3 separate regions of the Sus scrofa genome follow, and regions 1 and 3 are each linked to region 2. Evidence: chromatin contacts called from public Hi-C and HiChIP or PLAC-seq data. All regions are on one chromosome and are shown on one strand. The core of a region is the stretch at or near the end of the contact, and the rest is flanking DNA. Distances in the headings are between cores, read along the strand shown.

What was found. A called contact is a pair of places that touch in the nucleus more often than the background predicts. HiChIP or PLAC-seq counts read pairs in DNA pulled down with a chosen protein or histone mark.
Region 1: a Hi-C map of liver shows a contact between it and region 2, with 2.5 times the contacts expected there. The contact joins the promoter of OS9 here to the promoter of MBD6 in region 2. A contact is called at or near these places in 3 of 47 Hi-C or Micro-C datasets (heart right ventricle, liver and skeletal muscle) and 1 of 2 datasets of contacts at active chromatin or transcription factors (alveolar macrophages).
Region 3: an H3K27ac HiChIP or PLAC-seq map of alveolar macrophages shows a contact between it and region 2. The contact joins the promoter of AGAP2 here to the promoter of MBD6 in region 2. A contact is called at or near these places in 1 of 5 promoter capture datasets (liver), 5 of 47 Hi-C or Micro-C datasets (fibroblasts, heart right ventricle, liver and 1 more) and 2 of 2 datasets of contacts at active chromatin or transcription factors (alveolar macrophages and skeletal muscle).

Annotation. Positions count from the first base shown.
Region 1 is chr5:22,955,401-22,959,495 of Sscrofa11.1, forward strand. OS9 (protein OS-9) reads left to right here and starts at 2,503. Exons shown (of 16, transcript XM_021091889.1): 1 at 2,503-2,699; 2 at 3,117-3,293. The coding sequence starts at 2,538.
Region 2 is chr5:22,787,989-22,792,265 of Sscrofa11.1, forward strand. It overlaps MBD6 (methyl-CpG-binding domain protein 6), which reads left to right and starts at 2,232. Exons shown (of 14, transcript XM_013997655.2): 1 at 2,232-4,088. It also overlaps a transcript of DDIT3 not described here.
Region 3 is chr5:23,033,738-23,037,890 of Sscrofa11.1, forward strand. AGAP2 (arf-GAP with GTPase, ANK repeat and PH domain-containing protein 2) reads right to left here and starts at 2,206. Exons shown (of 19, transcript XM_021091895.1): 1 at 2,076-2,206. It overlaps TSPAN31 (tetraspanin-31), which reads left to right. Exons shown (of 6, transcript XM_021091896.1): 2 at 3,275-3,442; 3 at 3,665-3,745; 4 at 4,065-4,153. The coding sequence starts at 3,668.

The DNA.
Region 1 (4,095 bases), core at 1,253-3,752, 170 kb after region 2:
AGCAACACCAGATCTGAGCCACATCTGCCACCTACACCACAGCTCAGCTCACAGCAATGCTGGATCCTTAGCCCACAGAGCAAGGCCAGGGATTGAACCCATGTCCTCATGGATACTAGCCAAGTTTGTAACCATTGATCCACAGCGGAGCTCCTTGAAGCCATTTCTTAATTGTCTTTTACCTTAGAGTGCTGATGAATTGATAGCTCTAATGCTATTCTGAATTTTTTTTTAATTTTTGCTGTTCTGATTCTCGATCCTTGTATGCAACTTGTTCTTTCTTTCTAGAAGCTTTTAGAATTGATTGTCTTTGTCCAGTGTTCTGATGTTCTGTAATGATGGATCTTGTTGTGGACCTGATTTATTTTGCTGTCAGTGTGCCCTTTCAATTTAGAGACTCAGTTCTTCATTTCAAAGTAATATTTTAAAATAATTTCTATGATTATTTCTTCCCCTCTGAGTCAGTCTCTGTTCTTTTTGTGGAACTCTCATTATTTAGATGTTCAACTTTCTGGACTGGTTTTTTGCTTTTTTATTAATTTGCTTCAAAAGTAAGGCAAACTTGATTTTGAATTTTATCCTCCAGGTTTTTTTTTGTTGGTGGTGGTTTTTTTTTTTTTTTTAGCTGCACCTGCTGTATGCGGAAGGACTGAACATTTGTCACAACAGTGACCCAACCACTACAGTGACTTGTAGTGGGTACAGATCCAGTACCACAAAAGAAATCTTTCCTCTACTCTTTCTGTTGAGTTTTAATTTCTGCTGTCATGGTTTTGATTTCCAGAAGTTCTTTTTTTTCTTATCCAGATAGTAATTACTTTTTAAATAACTTCCTGTTGTTATTTTATGCATACAATATATTATCTCTCTGAGGCCATTAATAATGGATTTTTTGTTTATTTTTAAACTTTTTTTTTCTTTGCAATTTCTGTTTCATTTAAATTGCTTTTTTTTTCTTCTTGCTTGTTTTGGTTTCTTCCTTGTATATTAAGGCTGTCCTTAAATATCTAATGATCCTAGGCTGTCTGCTCATTTTATTTTTATTTTTATTTCTATTTTTAGGCCCACACCTGCGGCATATGGAAGTTCCCAGCCTAGGGGTTGAATTGGAGCTGCAGCTGGCCGCCTACACCACAGCCACAGCAACATGGGATCCAGCTTGCAGCAATGCCAGATCTTAATCCACTGAGCAAGGCCAGGAATTGAACCTGCATCCTCATGGATACTGTCGGATTCTTAACCCACTGCAGAGACAACACAGGTCCTTAACCCGCTTTGCCACAGAGGAAACTCCAGTCTGCTTATATTAGAGTGAGAACATTAAAAGGTTGATTGGAAAGATTGTGTGAGGGCTGGGGCCTGTAGGCTAAGGGCTTAATTGAAGGATTCCTTCATCTGTTTACAAGAACCTAGATGAGAGTATCTTTGGGATTTCTCTTTTGGGCTGGACAGATTCTCCATATAAGTTTTTCCAAAGTATAATCATGCTCTTGTTTATGTTTGTTTAGGAATTAATTTCTCAGGTTTGCTAAATCAGTTACCATTCCTTAATTTGCTTTCTAGCTTCTAAAATGTTGCTGCTGTTGTCTCCTTTCTCTTTGTTCCTACATGGCCTAGAGAATAATACATGCATTGCCACTGCTCCCCATCCCCAGCTCCAGCCCCCCGTTTTTAATTGGAAGCCCCATTATTTCTTTTTCTTTCTTCTTTTTCTCTTTTTGCTCTTTTAGAAGGCCGCACCCGCAGCATATGGAAGTCCCCAAGCTGGGGGTCGAATTGGAGCAGCAGCTGCCAACCTAGACACAGCCACAGCAACACAGGACCCAGTCGCGCCTGCGACCTATACCACAGTTCACTGCAACGGTGAATCCTTAGGCCATTTGGCGAGGCCAGGGATCAAACCGCACCCTCATGAATACTAGTCTGACTCCTAACCCTCTAAGCCACAATGGGAACCCCCTTCCCATTATTTTTTAGGATAATTTTATTAGAGGACAACTGCAGGATTGTGGAGAAAGGCTTTGAAACAAATTACTAGATTGCCCTAAAGTCGTATGTATATGTGAAAAGAGTAATCTATTATGTAATAATTGTTTTGCAACAGGTATTAGTAGCTTTCAGGAGTATTGAGTTGCACGCACCCATATGCCTCTTTTCTCCAGGCGGCGGCCCTACACACAACACAGCAAATGACTTAAAAAGTCGAGATGTACTAAACAACTAGTCGGAGATAAAAACCTGCTTAACCTGGCCCAGCGCATAGACCACGCCTTTCTGGAGCGGAGAGGGTGGGAGGGGGTCCGATCTCGTTGGTGATTGGCTGGCCTCTCTGGCCAATCACGCGCAGCGAATGATTTCGCTAATCGTCGTGATCCACCTCCTAGTGGGCTTTGGAGCTACTTTGTCAAATGGGAATAGGGCACATGAGAAGGACAGAAAATTTAGCCAATGAAACCTTGGGGCGTTAATGGGCGGGGTGAGGCCGCTGCCAGGTTTGGGGCGGAAGGAGTTGTTCTGGATTAGAAGGGGAACGAAAGATGGCGGCGGAGACGCTGCTGTCCAGTCTGTTGGGGCTACTGCTTCTGGGGCTCCTGTTACCCGCAAATCTGACCGGCGGTGTCGGGAGCCTGAACCTGGAAGAGCTGAGTGAGATGCGTTATGGGATCGAAATACTGCCGTTGCCTGTCATGGGAGGGCAGGTGAGGAGGCGTAAAAGGGGAGAGGGTCCGGAGCAGAAGGGGAAGGGGGAGATGGTAGAGGAAGAAGGGCAGATGTGTAGTCTCTGGCGGGAGAATCGGTAAGAGTAAGAAGGGGATTTATGAGAACTCCTGAGGTTCGCAGACTGAGACCCATTCCCTTGGGGCCAGGGACTGGGAGGGGTGGGGCTTCCCGCTGTCAGCTTTAAGTCCCAGTTCCTGATCGAAACACTCAGACTCCTCCCCCGTGGAGAAGTGGGAGTGCCCTCTCCCCTCACCCGCTAAACACAGCTGCAGGACTTGTGGCCCATTCTGTCTTGACTGGGCTCTTCCCCAGGATATGAAGAGGGATCTCGTTGTTCTTCCTGATCCCAGGTTCTCTTTCCCTCCCCGCCCCCCCGACCCTTACCTCTTTCCCAGAACCAAGCTTCGGACGTGGTGATTGTCTCCTCTAAGTACAAGCAGCGCTATGAATGTCGCCTTCCAGCTGGAGCTATTCACTTCCAGCGTGAAAGGGAGGAGGAGGCACCTGCTTATCAAGGGCCTGGGATCCCTGAGTTGTTGAGCCCAATGAAAGATGCTCCCTGCCTGCTGAAGGTGAAGGGGACTGGGATGGAGGGAATGAGGGCTTAGGAATTATCTATTTGGGAACCCGTGTGCCTGTGAATGAGGAGTGATCCAGAGGATATGTAAGAGTTAAGAAGGCCATTGAAGGAGTAGGCATATTGTACAGACAGGAAAGAAGCAAAGACTCCTGTGACCACTGATGACACTTTGCTGAATATAGAAGGAGGATTAGATAGACGATCTCAGAAGAAGAGTTAAGCCAACGTGGTATAGGCTGGCAGCTGCAGCTCCAATTGGACCCCTAGCCTGGGAACTTCCATATGCTGTAGGTGCGGCCCTGGGTGGGGAGGGGGGGAATTTAGCCAAGATTGAGGTGCTTAAAGAGGGTCAGTATAGGGCAAGAGGGGCACTTCCCAGACAAGCCTTCCTTGTAAAGTCAACCCTCCTCTTTCACTCTCTGTCCAGTATCCTATTTTATTTTCATCTTGGCACTTTTCATCATCTGAAATCATCTTATTACCTGAATCATCAGTTTATTTATTTTTGGTCTGAGTCCTAGCACTAGAATGTAAGTCTGTGAGGGCAGAAAATTTATATTGTGCACAGCTGTATCCCCAGTGGCTAAAACAGTACAAGGAAGTTCGATTTATTTTGTAATAGCCTATGTTTCCTTGGTCTGAGTGCTTCAAGGATATCACAATTTCCTATCTTTATGAACACAAAGAAGGATTTTTATATTATTTATTTTTTACTGTTTGGTCTTTTTAGGGCTGCACCTGCAGCATATGAGGTTCCCAGGCTAGGGGTCAAATCAGAGCTGCAGCTGCTGGCC
Region 2 (4,277 bases), core at 982-3,481:
TGGGTTCCATCCCTGGCCTTGCTCAGTGGGTTAAGGATCCAGCATTGCCGTGAGCTGTGGTGTAGGCCGCAGACTCGGCTTGGATCCTGCCTTGCTGTGGCTGTGGTGTAGGCTGGCAGCTACAGCTCCAATTGGACCCCTAGCCTAGGAACCTCCATATGCCACAGGTGTCGCCCTAAAAGGACAAAAAGACCAAAAAAACCCAAAACACCTTATGTCAAGCCATGTCACTCCTCTGTTCAAAATCTTCCAGTTTCACACATAATAAAGGCTGAAGTCCTTAAAATGGCTTAGAAGGCCCTCCATAATCTGCTCCTCCCTCGCCTTGTTTTTCTCATTGACCACTCTCCCTCTTGCTCACTTCAGTCCAGCCAACTGGCCTCCTGTTCCCTAAAGATACTACACACGCTTCCACGTTAAGACCTGTGCTCTTGCTGTTCTTCACCTGGAGTGCTCTCCACATACTGCATGCCTTACTGCTTTGCCTCTATTTAGGTCTCTCATTTAAATGTCACCTCCGAAAGGGAATCCCTGACCACTCAGGTAAACTGTATTCTCCTCTCTGAGCATTCTCTACCCCTCCATGCCTTAGCTTTTCCCGTGGCACTTACATATTTGCTTACTGTATGCCTTTTCCTACTGCAATGGAAGCTCTGGGAGAGCAGAGAATTTTTTTTTTTTTCTTTTGTCCATGGATGTATGCTGAGCCTCACACTGCATGGCACATAGGAGGTGCTGGTTAAATATTTGTTAGGAATGAATGGTGCATTCTCCCCTGTCCCTCATAGGGATAAGGAGGATGAAGCCCAGAGGCAGAGCAGCAGCTGCCTATCCCTGGGGACTGTAGACGCAATACCGTCCTGAGTGTTTCTCTGCAGGGCTGTCCTCCCTGGGGAACCCTCCTTGCCTTCCAGTGTGTGGGACATAGCTTTCATCAGCAGTGGAGCCGCAGGCCAGAGGGCTGCAGAGCCGAGCAGGGGGCTAGCTAGCCTGATGCAATGGTTACACAGAGATTAGTTGGAGACAGGACACGGGGAAGGAGGCATAGACCAATCCCAGGGGAAGGACAATTCATTGGGGAGACCCCAAATGGCTTTCCTCACTTAAAAGATCCGGGATGCTCTCTTGTGCAGGAGACCCAGGGAGCTCTGAGGAAAGGGAAAACCCATCTCCGCTCCCGGTTCATGGGCACCCCTCTTCCCAAAGGCTTGTGTCAGCCTCTTTAAGATTCTGTCCTCTGCAAGGGCGCGGAAAAAATGTCCTGTGGAGGGTCCAGAAGCCCCAGCTACTGACGTGGCTATGCTGGCCCCGAGACGCTGCGGCTGAGACAGGATTGGGGGTGGGGAAGGGGCAGGGCCGATGGTGGCAAAGCCGGTTAGCTACGGTCACCAGGCTTCTCGGCGCGGGGGTGTGTCCTGTTGCTCGGCCTCATACCGGACAGGCCTAACGAGGAGGCTTGGGGTCAGCAACCGGAGAAAATACATCTCCCGAGGGCCCCTTCACCGACCAACAGAGAGCACGGTCTGTGCTCCGGACATAGGTGGGATAATACTGTCTTGCCAAGGAAGAGAGTCCGTAAGCACCATTTCCGAATAAAAGATTCCCCTCACTCCACCGGACAGTCACCTCACCGCTTTGCAGAGGGGGTGGGGCCACATCCCAAAGAGCGGATGCCCTAACCTGGAGAGGACAACTGGTGTTCGCGAGGATGGGAGAGTAAAAAAATAGGGAATCAGTACTCGCCTCTCTCCTCAGGTTCCGGCTCTGATTTTGGCTCTGTCGCTGCCACCGGCTCATCTTCAACATGATATTCTCTAAGCCTTAGACTCAAGCCTCTGACCTCCGCAGCGCAGAGCTGGGATCTTTTAACAGGGCCTTGCCCTCCCCTCTGGGGCGGATCCAGAAGCCTACCAATCAGAAAGCGGCACGCTGGCGTTGGCCCCGCCTCATCCCCTACATCCGCCACTCAGGAGCTCCTCGGCCCCGCCCCCATCACCTCCTCCCGCTTGGGGGTCGACTTCGTGTTGGACCCGGAAGTGGCTTTGGGTCACGAGGCTTCGCGGAGGAGGTGAGTGAGTCATGCGCGCGCGCGGAGGGGAGAGCTGGAGGGGGGAGGGGAGGAAAGGGGGGCGGGGATGATGCAATGTTTGGCAACCGGTGTCTGCGCGCGCACGCGCGCAAGGGACTGAGAGGGTAGTGGGAGGTGCGGGGGGTGGGGGTGCGGGGAAGAGGCGAGAGGGCGGGGCGCCAGCTCCCGGCACCCAACGGCCCCAACGGTTTTCAACCCGTCACCCCTAAGCTGCGGTGTGAAATCTCTCTGCAGCTTGTCTCTCTCTAGAGCTCATGTTCCACCCACCTGACATTAGCCCCCGTTCTATTTCCTCCATAAGGGACTCCCATTTTCCTCGCTTACCACCCTCTCCCAGCTAATGGACAGAAGGTCTTTTAAACATCCTTCCTTTGAAAATTTGCATCCATCAAGATTGTTTGCATCCTCTCCAGTTTTCTTAAAGGGGTCTTTTCTTTTAGCCCCCTGATTTCTTCCAAAGAGGCTGAAGAACTTGAATCCCCTTGGTGGTCATTTTCAGTTCCTCCCCTCTGAAGAGCACCCTTAGACGTTTATCTTTGCAAAGTTTCTGATGAGCCCTCAGCAAGCCAGAATTCATGTTCATTGCCGGGTGGACCGGATTCTGTCCCCCCCCCCCCCCACGTGGTGCTCTGGTGCCCTTCACCCAAGCCTGGGCCCGCCCTTTTCAGTGTACCACACCTGCAAGTCCTGTGACTCCCTGCTGTGAGGAGCCGGGCCCAGGCCTCCTGACTTCTAGGTGGGCTACAGTAGAGCCTTGTTGCCTGGAACACTGCTTGCACGTGAGCACACTACTGCTATGGAGTGGATTGTCAGGAGCCCAGATTCTAGCTTCAGCGGTCCTTCACTTGTCCATGAATCCTAGGGCAGCCACCTAATCTCTCTGTGCCTCGCCGTTCTGGTTCTCAAATACAAGATAATGAATTGTGAAAGTAAAATGAAAGACTTACGAACTTGGAGGCAGCTTGAACAAAAATGAAAAGCACCATGCAAAATTCAAAGTATTTTTCCAGTGCCATTAGGTAGAAAACATAGGCCATGTGGTGTCCTGTTACATATCCTCATACCCTCATGGGGGCAGCCAGAGTTTGTCCTAAGTAGAAACTGTCATAAGACCGCTTGTCGCTAGATAGCAGGTATAGGTGGTAGCGTGACGGTGACAAGTCCTTGGCCAGGCCTGCACCATTGCTCTAGACCTCCATTTCTCCTTCTGTAAGTGGAGGCGGGGGTGGATTGGACCAGATGGTCTCTCCTGGTCCAAAGACATGACCAGGTCGTCAGTGACAGGCAGAGGTCATGTGACTTGACAGGCCGGGGTCGTGTTGTGACATGTTGACCTGGGGAGGCGGGTCAAGTCTCAGCACACTACCCGGGAAGCCTTTGGGGCGGGGCAGGGCAAGTCGCGACTTTCATCTTTTGGGGCCAGCTCCTCCCGGACCTGGCATTCCTGGTTCCCCTAACAGATTGCGGCTTCGGAAGGGGCCCCTCCCCGAGGAGGGCTGGGATTGGCCACCAGTGGCCTGGGAAGAGGCTCGGATCCTTCCGCGGAGGGCGGGGGGCCGCGTGGGGTGTTTGTTCTCTTGGGGATTAATGGGGGGTTGTGGGGGAGGGGTAGGCGCGCTCCCGCATGCGCACTGCGACCCCTCCTGTTGGCTCGTCGTTGTCCGCTGGGCGGGGGCCCGGCCCCGCCCCTCTCCCGTCCGGGCAGCGGCGGCGGTGGCGGCGGCGGCGGCGGCGGCGGCAGCGGCGGCAGCGACGGCGGCGGCGGTAGCAGCCTGCGCAGTGCCTTCTGGGAACGGAATCCCCAGGGCTGCCCCTGGCCCCCATGGCGCATGCGCGGGAGGCCGCTCGGTGATCCGCGGCGGCGGCGGCGGCGCTTCCTGCTAGGACCGGCCAGGGCCGTACCGGAGGCTCGGGCTCCACCGACCCTCCTCCCACTCCCTCCCACTTACCCTCTGGGCCGCGACTGCGCAGGGCGGGGCCGGCCGAACCATGGGCCGCGGTGAGTGCAGGGCCCGGCCCCCCACCTCGCCCCTCCCCCTCCCCTCCCCTCCTGTCCCTACCCTCTGCCCCCGCGTCCTCTCGGCCTCTTTTCCCTGGCCCCATCCCCACTCCCCCGCCCTCACCTGCCCCCACCGTTTTTCCCTCTCACTGCTTGACTTTTGCCTTCTTCACCTCCTTCCCCTCAGTG
Region 3 (4,153 bases), core at 956-3,455, 250 kb after region 2:
GAAGAATGTGGCACACCAGGTCCCAGGTGCAATCCCAAACTCTTGGTGATCCAGGTTTGTGTTTAGTCTCAGACTCTCACAGGAATCTGTACACAGTTGGACTGGCACCTTCATGCCCTGCATTCCAGCTTACAGTTGTCCTCCCCACCCACTTGTTACATCCAAAGAGCTCTCAAACTTACATCTTGCAGTGTAACCTTCCTTAGTTGGTTACTTCCTACCCCACTGCAACCACCTCCTGCTTAAAAGGACCAAGTAGTTACAGGGAGAACAGGTTATGGAGGACAGTAACCTATAACCAGACAAAACCATCATGCTCCACGTTCAACTACTTTCATAATAATTAACTTTTCTATAACACTTAATAGTTTACAACACACTTTCACAGATGTATCATCATGACAGGCCTGAGGGGTAGGATTTTTATATCTATTCTAAAGAAAGAAAAAAAAAAAAAAGGAAGCTGAAGCTCAAAGAGGCCAGTAGAAGGTGAAACAAAGATATCTATCTGGGTCTTCTGATTATAATTCTGATACTCTTCTCACTATACCATCCAACTAAGATGCCCGCCAACTGGTTTCCCTTATCCCTAACAGCCTTGTCTTTGGCCTTGATTTAGGACCTGAAAGAGAGAAGAGTGGATGAGGAATGGAAGGACAGAATGAAGAGGCAGGAGGATCTGAGGGTGGAAAGAGTGGATTTTTTTTTTCTTTCTTTCTAGGGCTGCACCTGCAGCATATGGCAGTTCCCAGTCTAGGGGTCTACACCACAGCCACACCAGATCCAAGCCACATCTGTGACCCATGCCGCAGCTTGCGTCAACGCCGAATCCTTACCCATTGAGCAAGGCCAGGGACTGAACCCGCATCCTTCTCATCCTATATCAGGTTCTTAACCCACTGAGCCACAATGGGAACTCCTGGAAATAGTGGATAGTTTGATGTAATCACTTTGTTTCAGGACTCAAACCTTTCTGGCCCTGCCAAATGTCGCTTCTCCTACATGCTTTTTTTTTTTTTTTTTTTTTTTTTTTGTCTTTTTGTCTTTTCTAGGGCTGCACCCACGGCACATGGAAGTTCCCAGGCTAGGGGTCCAATCGAAGCTACAGCTGCCGGCCTACACCACAACCACAGCAATGCAGGAGCCACGTCTGCAACCTACACCACAGCTCACGGCAATGCCAGATCCTTAACCCACTGAGCGAGGCCAGGGATCGAACCCGCAACCTCATGGTTCCTAGTCGGATTCGTTAACCACTGAGCCACGACGGGAACTCCTCTGCATGTGTTATTGATATTAATTTGTGAAGGATAGGGAGGTTTAATATGTGAATTTATAATTGGAGATAAGAGAGTTGAGATTACCCACTGGAACCTGTAAAATAGCTTGAACAATAATAACTAACAACAAGTGTTTACTATGTGCCAGGCTCTGCTCTAAGCATTCTGTATATACTAACTCATTCAGTTTCACAACCAAACAGGTGGATGTATTGTTATTTATCTCCATTTCACAGATGAGGAAACAGGCACAGGGAGTTTAACTGGCTAAAGGTTACACAGGTAGTAAGTGGCAAAGCTGGGACCCATGTAAAGTGACTCTAGCATTTAGATGATGCCACTTATGCAGTCATAGACTTCTCCTAAAATGTAAATCATTCACTGGGGTTGAAGGGAGGTTTTTCACTTGTGTCCTACTCTGCCTCCTTCTCTTGGGGGAAGGAAGAACTATATCTTCTCATCCCCAGGAAGAGAGCAGTGTGTCAAAGCACTTATTCAGTAATAAACAGATACTAATCAACCACTATGCCCGCCTCCAGAGTGAAAATATGGAAACTCCTTCTTACCCTCATACTTATTCATATTTCAAACTTTTCCCTTTGTCACTTTTTTATAAGCCCAAGCTTCAGGCATGTGCTCTGAAGACGCCCGCACACTCTTGTTTGTACCTGTGGCTTTGTAACCTACAGCAAGGCGCCAACCCCAAGCTGGTGTTTTTCATATTCAACTTCCAGCATTTTCACACCGTTAGGAGGGGAGATATAACAGATTACGTGTACTAGTGGACACACTTACAAACATGTTGCTGTGCCCAATCGCGGACTCAGTGACCAGGCTAAACAGGTCAATATTTTGCTTCTCTGGGTGTTCCCGAGTGTGACGCAATAGCAGCAAACGAAGGCATCATCATGAGGTCACTGCGGGGCGAGGAGAAAGGGGCGGGGAGGGCTCTCGCTTGAGGGGAGGAGCCCTTTCACCCGGACCTCGAAGCGGCACATTTCCTCGCTACACCGGAGTTTCACCAGGTGCCTCCTCCCTCGGATTAGCTCTCTTCCAGCCGCCGCCACAGAAAGCTCCGTTTTCAATCCGGGGTTTTGAAGTTTACGCTCTGTTCCCTATGAGAATCTCTAGAAGCCCTGCCCCCAGTGTTAAATTTCATCCAATAAAGAACCTAAAGGAGGAGCTGGCAGGCGGGTCAGTGACGCAATGCAGATTGATTGGCATTCAAACCATCGAAATTCTGGATTAGCCCCGAGTTTAGCCAATGCAAAGGCAGGGGTGGGACGGTGCAGGCGCAAAGGATTAGGTTTGGCTAGACTCGATTTAAAGAGACAGAAGCTGTCGGAGTCCAAGAAGACGGTCCCCGGACCCTCCCCCCAAGTCCTTGGGACCACTTGGGTCCCCAAAGCTGGGGAGATGGTCTGCGGAGGCTTTGCCTGCTCCAAGAATGCGCTGTGTGCGCTCAACGTGGTCTACATGGTGAGGTTTTGGTGGTGGGGGAAGCTACGGGCGGAAAGGCGAGTGAGGAGAATCTCTAGGGGACTTCCGGTGGGGAGAGGGGTGTACTGGGGGTTCCGGGAAGATTCCTGGGAACTTCCGGCGAAGAGGGAATTCCTGGGGACTTCCGTGGGAAGAGAGGAGACTTCCGGTGATCAGAGGGTTTGTCTGGGGGTGGGGGTAATGAAGTGAAGGCTGTGGGCACAAAGGCCCAGCCCTCCTTCAGTTTCTCCCAAACAGAAGTGATGGATGAGCTAAATGCTCCGTTCTATATTAATAGACTCTCCTATCTCTACCACCTCCCAACCCAGCCATTCTGACTTCCGATGGGAGGGGGGCAGAGTGCCAGGGAGGCTCCTGGCCCTGATAGTAGCACCTCCTCTCTCTCATTCCCACAATTTTCCTTTGTGGTCCAACCCCTGCCCCTCTCCCCTAAAGCCTTTGGCTGTGGTGCATACTGAAACTATTTGAGATGCATCCTGCTCTGTTTCCCATAGCTGGTAGGCTTGTTGCTCATTGGAGTGGCTGCTTGGGCTAAAGGCCTGGGTCTGGTGTCCAGCATCCACATCATCGGAGGAGTCATAGCCGTGGGAGTCTTCCTTCTTCTCATTGCGGTGGCTGGACTGGTGGGTGCTGTCAACCACCATCAAGTACTGCTATTCTTTGTATCCTGACCTGAAGTGATGGGGCCCCTGGAGCTCTTGGGAGGGCTGAATCAGCTAGGAAAAAGTTAGAAGGGTCGAGCCCCCTCCATACCATACTCTATAAAGCTGATTAACTGTATTGTTTTCAACTGACTTGGTTGTGTAAGTTCTATGAATAGGTAAGCTCAGATAGAACATAAAGGAATCTGTTGGGACTTTTTTTCCCTTAACTCGTCCTCTCAGTACATGATCATCCTTGGCTTGGTCTTCATCTTCCAGTTTGGAATCTCTTGCTCATGTCTGGCTATTAACCTAAGCAAACAGGTAAGGTGGCACCCCTTCAGGTACTTATTCCCCCCCGCACTAACTCCTTACTCAGTCGGGCAACAAAAACTATTACTAGGCCCACTACCTTCAGACCCTTGAGCCATATCCTTCCTCTGGGATGTCTGGCTAATTGTCCATGAGGATGATCCAGGAGAAAGTGGGTAGTTATCCCTATGTGCACCTTTACTTCTGAAGGAAAACTCCCTTTACTCGAACAGGGAAAACTGAGGCACTTGAACTGAGATCAGGATGTAAGGAGATTCTTAATTAAGGTTAGCAATAGCAATAATTTCTTTCTGCCTGATATATTCTCCAGACAGATATCATCAATGCTTCTTGGCGGGTCATGAGCAACAAGACTCGGAATGAACTGGAAAGAAGTTTTGATTGCTGTGGCTTGTTCAA